Linked DNA regions of Triticum aestivum: region 2 is linked to region 1. The links are chromatin contacts, called in public Hi-C maps. All regions are on one chromosome and are shown on one strand. The core of a region is the stretch at or near the end of the contact, and the rest is flanking DNA. Distances in the headings are between cores, read along the strand shown. Region 1 holds the start of LOC123165859 (probable E3 ubiquitin-protein ligase RHG1A). Region 2 holds the start of LOC123166538 (peroxidase 45).

Region 1 (3,966 bases), core at 790-3,289:
TGCAACCAAGGTTTTTTATACCACGCCTTTGTACACCAGGACCAGCACCATTTGATGATTTCACACCAATGGCCAAATTGCGAGGTCCAGCAGGCTGATGGACAGAAGTAGATGCAGTTTGAGTTTTACCCAAACCTATTTCCTCTTTATCCTTCTGCCTACGTGGTTTAGTCCTCAATGCAGTATTTCTCGCCACAGAATCAACTACATGTGAAGAACTCCCTGAAGAAACAGATGAACCTAAGACTTCAGGATCTAGCCCTGTTGGCTGATCCCCAGTGGTTGATGTGGATGATGAATCTTCTGACTCAATCTGCTGAGCACATGGATGCCCATCCTCCTCATCAGCAATAGCTTTCTTGCTACTCTGCAGACGGTTGACAACAGTTCTTCTGTTACTACTTTCAGCATTGTTAAACTGTGCCGACAATGGGCGCCTTAGCTTTTCGTCATAATTCTTTCTGACAGGAGCTTTTGAAGAGCTTGCAGATACAGACTTGGATCCTGAAGAATTAAAAGAGTCACGCAAATACCCCGGCTTTTCCTTGTTGCCAGCCCATGTTGCTTTTGTGGTGTTCCCTGGCTTATTCTGGAACTGATTTGGTCTCTCCTCATTGCTTTGATTTCTCAAGGAGACGCCAGAACCCCTTCTTAGAAGGCCAATTGTTGTGGTGGATCTACCGGCGTTCTCCTCCATGGCAACTTGTGTTACACTTCTGCAGCCACAATGCAATGAAAGTTAGGAACTGATGTTGCCACAAACAGTCAGAAAGGTAACCTCAAATATGTAAATCCGCATGTAGAAATGATACAGTTCACGTAAGAAAATGGGAAGAAGGTAATGATACAAATCTCCAATAGCACCAAACAATCCAACTTTGCACCTACTGTTAGTTAAGAACATTCAGCTCCACTCCAAGGAAGCTATATTCACCTATGTTTATGAAATTATATCAAATCGCTAGGTTGTAGCGGCGCTACAAGTTCAACGGCCGCTCTTCGGTTTTTTCATTTTAAGCAGACAAAAAATATATTAGAAAATATTTCCTAAAATGTACTCAATAGATTTTCGTAACAAAATTGGAACGAAATAAGACCCTCTATTCATTGTCCTATCTGCCTCTTGGCCATCATCTGTTCATTGTCCGAAAAGGCCAAAACCAATTGGAATTAGCAGTTGAATGAAACTGACTTGATCGAAAGCTCCATATAACAGTTTAGATTGTGATACAGTTATGCAGAATTTTTTCGTGCTTCAAACAAAAGACAGTCTGGGACCACCCACACAATATAAAAACACTTGGGTCATGGATAACTATGTCATGTGCAAACATCATACCACATACAGTAGTAATTTATTTGTAGATGTACAAACAGGAAAAACTGCCTATCGATTTACAAACGAAGAAATGTTCGCAGAATACTCAATCGCGTAAAGAATAACAGAAAACGCAATAGAAACAACAAGTCCCCTCTGCCTTCTGAATCATTACGAGAGGATCATGCGCCCATAGAATTTAAGAATCCCTCCCCTCTCCCCTCAGCTCGTAAACAAACACAGATTACTACATAATAGGAGTATGTATGCATCTGGAATCAAAACGATCGCCGGCGCAACAACCATGTAGCGGCCCAACCCGAGGGAGGAAAAAACGAAATCCGCAGGAAAAATCGACCAATCCAAAGCCCAAATGATCGACACGCCCACGGCAAACGGGGCGGAAGGTAGACCCTCTCATCCTGAACAAAATCCCCACACTAACACAAACGAAGGGAAGAAACGATCAAGGGAACAGAGATTCCCAAAGCTCGTTCGCTTCTCCCCCCACGTACGACAATCGAACCGAAGGCACGCTGAGCGCGCATCCATCCATTTCGTACCTTCTCCACCTCGAACCGGCGGCGGCGGCGGCGCCGACCCCGTTTCTTTGTCCTCCCCTTGCCCCCTCGTTTTCTTCTCCTCGCGAAATGGAAACGGGGGAGACGGCGTGCGGTCCGGACGGAGAGGATTTGGTCAGATCCGAGGCGATTTATTTAGCGGCTGGCCGTAGCGGGTCGGGCGCACGGTGGCTAGCGGAGCCCCATCGCGGCCACGTGGCGCGATGACAGGGCGCACGCGTCGCGGGTGCGGTCGCGCCGTGTGAGTCAGTGGGTGGTGGCGCGCACGCCGGACAGGGTCCGTCGTGGTGCGCGTGCGTGCGTGCGCCGGAGGGCTTGACCGCGTCGGCGGGGACGCGCACGGGGTGGGTTGGCGCCGCCGGTTTTCAAGAAAACAAATGGTCATAAGATAGGGCGTGCGTGTTCATAAAAACATGAGTGTATGTATTTATATATAAACATTTGTATTTGTACTGTATTAAAAAAACAAGTAGCCGAACTTTAGCTTCTGTGTAGGTGTATACTAGTAACTCTAGTGATATTTATCCTAAAAAAGACAACATTGATTTTGGGATGATTGACTTGATTTGGTGTGTTAATGTGTCATCTCATCTGGTTTACTGTCATTTAACAGCAGAAAATGTATATTTTTTTTAGTAGTAGAAAACGTATATCAGAAGGTTAATTATGGTGAGTTATTTTTGGACAAGATTCATGAAAGGATGTGACTGATGCACCAGCCTTAGGGCAAGTGCACAACCCGCTATTCCTCCTCCTCACACCTTTTCGTCTTCCACCTATCTTCCCCCGCTCGTCATCGCTGCTCGACGTCCTCTCAACCCTTGCACCTCGCTAACTTCTCTTCTCCAGCATCCTGTGCACTCTAATCCTCTTTCCCGCCATAGAGCATCTAGATCGAAAGTGTCTTTCTGCTCTTTGAGCTCGGGTGAACAGTAAATTCGAAAGAAAATGAAAAAATTCAAAAAAACTGAAATTTTTGTGTGATAAACTTTAACAAATGTTTTAAGAACCTGCAAATTTTCACATTCAAATGGCATTCCTGGAAGCCAAAATGCTTTTGAAAATGATTTTTTTGCAGCACCGATTTTGTTTTTATTGCCACCACTTCCACAAATGTGATTTCATGATGAAATTTTGCAGGCACTCAAAAAATTTGCCAATGTTTCACACCCAAAAAAATTCAGAATTTTTTACGAATTTACTGTTCATACAGGCTCATTTGAGCTCGAGCTAAGAATAGCTGTGTCCCATCTAGATGAGAATTTTGGATAACTAATTTGATTGGGTGTGTTATCTTATTTGGTTTATTATTACTTAACAGTATACCATATATTGCAAGGTTAATTATGATAAGTTATTTTTGCTTTCATTATTTTAGCCGATTTAATATGAAATTCAATGTGTTCGGCATTCACGCCATAGGGCAAATGTGCAACCCACTATTCTTCATGCTTTTGTCTTTGTCTTTGTCTTCCTCGTAGCTCCTCCCTCTCGTCAGCACCGGTAGCCTCCTCTGCTCGACGTCCTCATAGCCCCACCTTCTCTTCGTCTACTCTTGCACCTCGCTACCTTCTGATCTCCAACACCTTGTGCGCTCTAGTCCATTTTACTGCCATCAGAGCTCTCAGTAGAGAATTTAGGATAATTGACTTGATTGAGTGTGTTATCCCACTTGGTTTATTATCACTTAATAGTAGAAAAAGTATATTGGAAGGTTAATTACGACCGGGTCTTTTTTGCTTTCATTATTTTAGCTGATATAATACGAAATTCAACATGTGTGACATTCACGCCATAGGGCAAATGCGCAACCCATCCTCCTCACATCTTTATCTTCGCCTTTCTCCTACCTCCTTCCACTCGTCAGCTCTGCCGGCCTCCCCTGCTTGACATCCTCACTACCCACTGTTGTGGTACTAAGATTGACATTAGAATGGGGGGTAGGTATGAGGAGGCAAGATCTCAGCTATGGTAAAGTTGTACACACAAGATCTACGAGTTGAGGCCCTTCACGGTGGAAGTAATAGCCCTACGTCTCGGTGCCCGGAGGGAGTCGACTGGATTATA
Region 2 (3,966 bases), core at 860-3,359, 270 kb before region 1:
ATTTCATAAAGAGCGAGCTTCAATGTACGTAGCTTCCCCGATTTGCTGCAAAAACCTACCAAAACTTGTGTTTCTCTTCACAAGTGGATGGTCACTGAACAATTCCAAAAAGGTCTTGCGTGTTTCCCCAACGGATCATGGTAATGTGTACGGTGTACATGGCAATCACTCAACTTAGTCATGTTCTTAAGTGCAAGAACATGATAGCAAACTGACCCCTATGGAAGGCTTCATACATAGTCGGAAAGCATGAGGAGATGGAGGCGACACGATACAGGTGCGGTGATGCCAATGCAGACGAGGTTGGACTACGAAGGATGTTGCTGAGGAGGAAAAACTAGTTGAGGGAAAGTGAATAGGATGTTCCATAGGGTTTATGTAGCGACTCACAAAATCAATCACGGTTTTGGGTCCTCGATGCAGCGGTTTGCTTCCCCATTAGTGTCGGCATGTCTACTAACTCATGTCTGTGTGGCTTGAATCCTAGATCTGGGTGCACATCTTAGTTGGCGACGGTGCCGAAGTTGCAGCAGTTGCTTCGAAGTGGGGTTCGGGTACTAGGTCAAGGGTGGTTGTCCTCCGCTTGCCCTTCCTTGGGTGGCAGCGACTACATGGGATATAAGGGTGTGTCCTTCGATGAAGCATCGTCTTTTCAGCGGATTTTGGTGACTTCTCGACTGCATGTGTGGATATTACTCTCATGTTCTAGCAGCGGCATCTCCAGTACACCATAGGGTTTAGATAAGAGCATCTCCAATAGATGTTGCAAATTTGGAGATGTAAAAATAGGTGTTGGATAATTTACATCACCAAAAAGTGATTTTTACATCTTCAAAAAAGTCTCAACTCCAACAGATGATGTATATTTGGTGATGTAAAACTCCTACTCCAAGATATGATGTATTTGAAGAAGTAAAACTAGTCGGCATAAGCGTCGACAGCCGAGCGCCGAGAGCCGGGAGGAGCGGCGGCGGCAGCAGGTGCGCCAGCGGCCGAGCGACGAGAGCCGAGAGGTCGAATGCGGCGGCGTGGCTGTGAATCGAGCGGCGGATTGGTCGCGGTGGGAAGGCCAGGTGGCGGTCGTGCGGTGTGAGAAGGTCGAGTCTGCTGGGGAAAAGCAGCGGTGGCGTGGAGGCCGTTGTGCGGCTCGAATCCGGCGACGGCGGGATGGTGGGAGGAACTCAAATCATGCGGTGGCAATTCGGCGGCGGAGCAGCGCAGAACCGGCGGTGGAGCGGCCAGGTCTGGCAGCAGGGCAGCGACGGCGTGGTGCGATGGGCGAGCGGCGCGGCGGCAGAAGTGCGGCGGGACAGACTCAAATCTGCAGCTCCTCGGCGGTGCGGGTGGCGGCGGGGATTGCAGGTGGGGTCACGGCGGGGTCAGGATGGAAGAAAGGGCGGCGGTGACAATGTTTTCGGCCAGAAATCGCCGGCGGCAGTGGCGGGCAGGCAGGGAAACTAAAATGAAGCGGCGCTTGTCACATGACTGGAGTTTTACATCACCTCGGATGTGAAGGTGCAAATTTGTATCTCCAAATGTTGTACATCACTAGGAGGAGGTGATGTGATATATATATTTTTTTCATCTACACCCGTTGGAGCGTTTTTTGGCCTTCATGATGCAAAAGTTTGTTAATTTTGCATCTACATCTTCTATTGAAGATGCTCTTAACAACTCACAAAAGCGACCACAACTAAGATGAAGATTGGGTGGAGTGCCCAACGGTTCGCACTTCGCACCAAGATTCTGTTCCTTGTTTGTCATTTGTTAAGGCGAACAGCGTACTGGCTGAAGAAGGAACAGCTCGTTCGTCAGCGTGCAACGGCACGTACGTCTATATAGCTGCAACCTGCATAACCAATTCCTCTGCTCTGAACTTCCGGCCGTTACATTTATACACACCGTGTTAAATGAGCTGTGCCTTGATCACCATGCACGAGCATCATCCCCTACGTACATGCCACTTTGACCAGACGGTCCAGACCCCAAGTGGCAAATATCTAGCTGTTGCTCAGGCGACGAGGATTGGATTAGGGCAGAAGCCACACTACCGGATCAGTCGGTCTCCGGCTCTGGGCTATATAACCCCACGTGCAACCTCCATATACCTCGATCGAACTAAAACCGGTAAGGCACGAGCTAGCCGGCGCGGCCAGCCACACTTCTGGAAGAGCACGCAAAGGCAACAGTCTTCGCGAAGCAATTGAAAGGGAGACCGATAGACCCATGGCGAAGCTTGGATGGTTAGCCTCCCTCGCCGCCGCCGTCGTCGTGGTGGTGACGCTCCGCTCGCCGTTGGCCGCCGCGCAGCTGAGGCCGGGGTACTACGCCAGCATCTGCCCCAACCTGGAGACCATTGTCCGGAACTCCGTCAGGCAGTCCATGGCCCAATCCCAAATCTCCGCGGGCGCCACGCTCAGGCTCTTCTTCCATGACTGCGCCGTCAGGGTACACAACCCGATCGCTGACCGATTGAGCTCGCTCTTGTAGATACATGTCGACTTGATGAGCTGATGACGTAGGTATCTGTACTTTGCTGTGCGTGCAGGGCTGTGATGCGTCGATCATGATCGTCAACTCGAACGGCGACGACGAGTGGCGGAGCCCGGACGACCAGTCGCTGAAGCCACAGGGCTTCCAGACGGTCCTGGACGCCAAGGCCGCCGTCGACAAGGACCCGCAGTGCCGCTACAAGGTGTCCTGCGCCGACATACTCGCCCTCGCCGCACGAGAGTCCGTCGTCCAGAGCGGAGGGCCGAACTACCAGGTGGAGCTGGGCAGGTACGACGGGAAGGTCTCGACGAAGAGCAGCGTGGTGCTGCCGCACGTCGACTTCAACCTCGACAAGCTCAACGCCTTCTTCTCAGGCCTGGGCCTCTCCCAGACCGACATGATCGCACTCTCAGGTGACTGAACTAGTACTCGTCAACTTCCTCTGCGCCCCATTTGCAACACACGCCGACCTGTTGACATTTGACAATCTCGCTGGCTGCACGATGGCATCACTTGCGCGCGAATCCAGGTGGCCACACCATGGGCGCGGCGGACTGCAGCTTCTTCCAGTCCAGGATCGGCACCGACCCGACCATGGACTCGGGCTTCGCCGCGCAGCTCCGGGGCACCTGCACCAGCAGCCAGAGCTCCGCGTTCCTCGACCCGACGCCGCTGGGATTCGACAACTCCTACTACAAGAACCTGCAGGGCGGCAGGGGCCTCCTGGGCTCCGACCAGGTGCTGTACACGGACCCGAGGTCACGGGGCACCGTGAACTACTACGCGTCCAACCAGGGCACCTTCTTCTACGACTTCACCGTCGCCATGACCAAGCTCGGCAGGGTCGGGGTCAAGACCGCGGCCGACGGCGAGATACGCCGCGACTGCCGGTACACGAATTAGTTACAGAGTCGCCGCCGGCAGGTTGCTCAGTTGCTCACACAGTTCAAAAAAAAAAAAAACTGTCAATGACGCAACTACAATAAGATCGGTCATGTTGTTATACATGCATGTGGCTTTGATTCTTGGAGCCCATGATGTCTTCAACTAATCGACTGTAAGATGTCCTTGACTGATCGAATTCTGATGCCTTACTGTTGGACATGTTGTCTTGATCGATCATGTGAGGATGCAGGTGTCTTTTGTGACAACGAGTCAGACTCCAGCACAAAATAGCATGATAATGGCTCTAGCCTCGATCTAGCTAGGCCGCGACTGGCACCAAAAGCAAATCATATCAGACCTAACTTCATCAACGTCAAATGCCCATGATCTGCACTTGCATGGTCCAAGGACCTCTGAAATGGAGCACTATGATTTGTGCAATTGAGTGCACCATGCGTTAACAAGCAATTCCTACAGGGTACGTAACAGCACCATCCGCGTGAGCATATTCAGGTTGGCCGGCCGGCCGCACGTTTTTATGATTTTATATCGATCTTCCTTTGTACTACTCCTATGATTCTTGCCGAA

The links. A called contact is a pair of places that touch in the nucleus more often than the background predicts.
Region 2: a contact with region 1 is called in a Hi-C map of an unstated tissue, with 10 times the contacts expected there. The contact joins the promoter of LOC123166538 here to the promoter of LOC123165859 in region 1. A contact is called at or near these places in 4 of 5 Hi-C or Micro-C datasets (leaf and an unstated tissue).

Annotation. Positions count from the first base shown.
Region 1 is chr7D:542,068,162-542,072,127 of IWGSC CS RefSeq v2.1, reverse strand. LOC123165859 (probable E3 ubiquitin-protein ligase RHG1A) reads right to left here and starts at 2,039. Exons shown (of 6, transcript XM_044583599.1): 1 at 1,882-2,039; 2 at 1-716. The coding sequence starts at 697.
Region 2 is chr7D:542,340,027-542,343,992 of IWGSC CS RefSeq v2.1, reverse strand. LOC123166538 (peroxidase 45) reads left to right here and starts at 2,109. Exons shown (of 3, transcript XM_044584345.1): 1 at 2,109-2,448; 2 at 2,549-2,906; 3 at 3,023-3,595. The coding sequence starts at 2,227. The coding sequence ends at 3,396.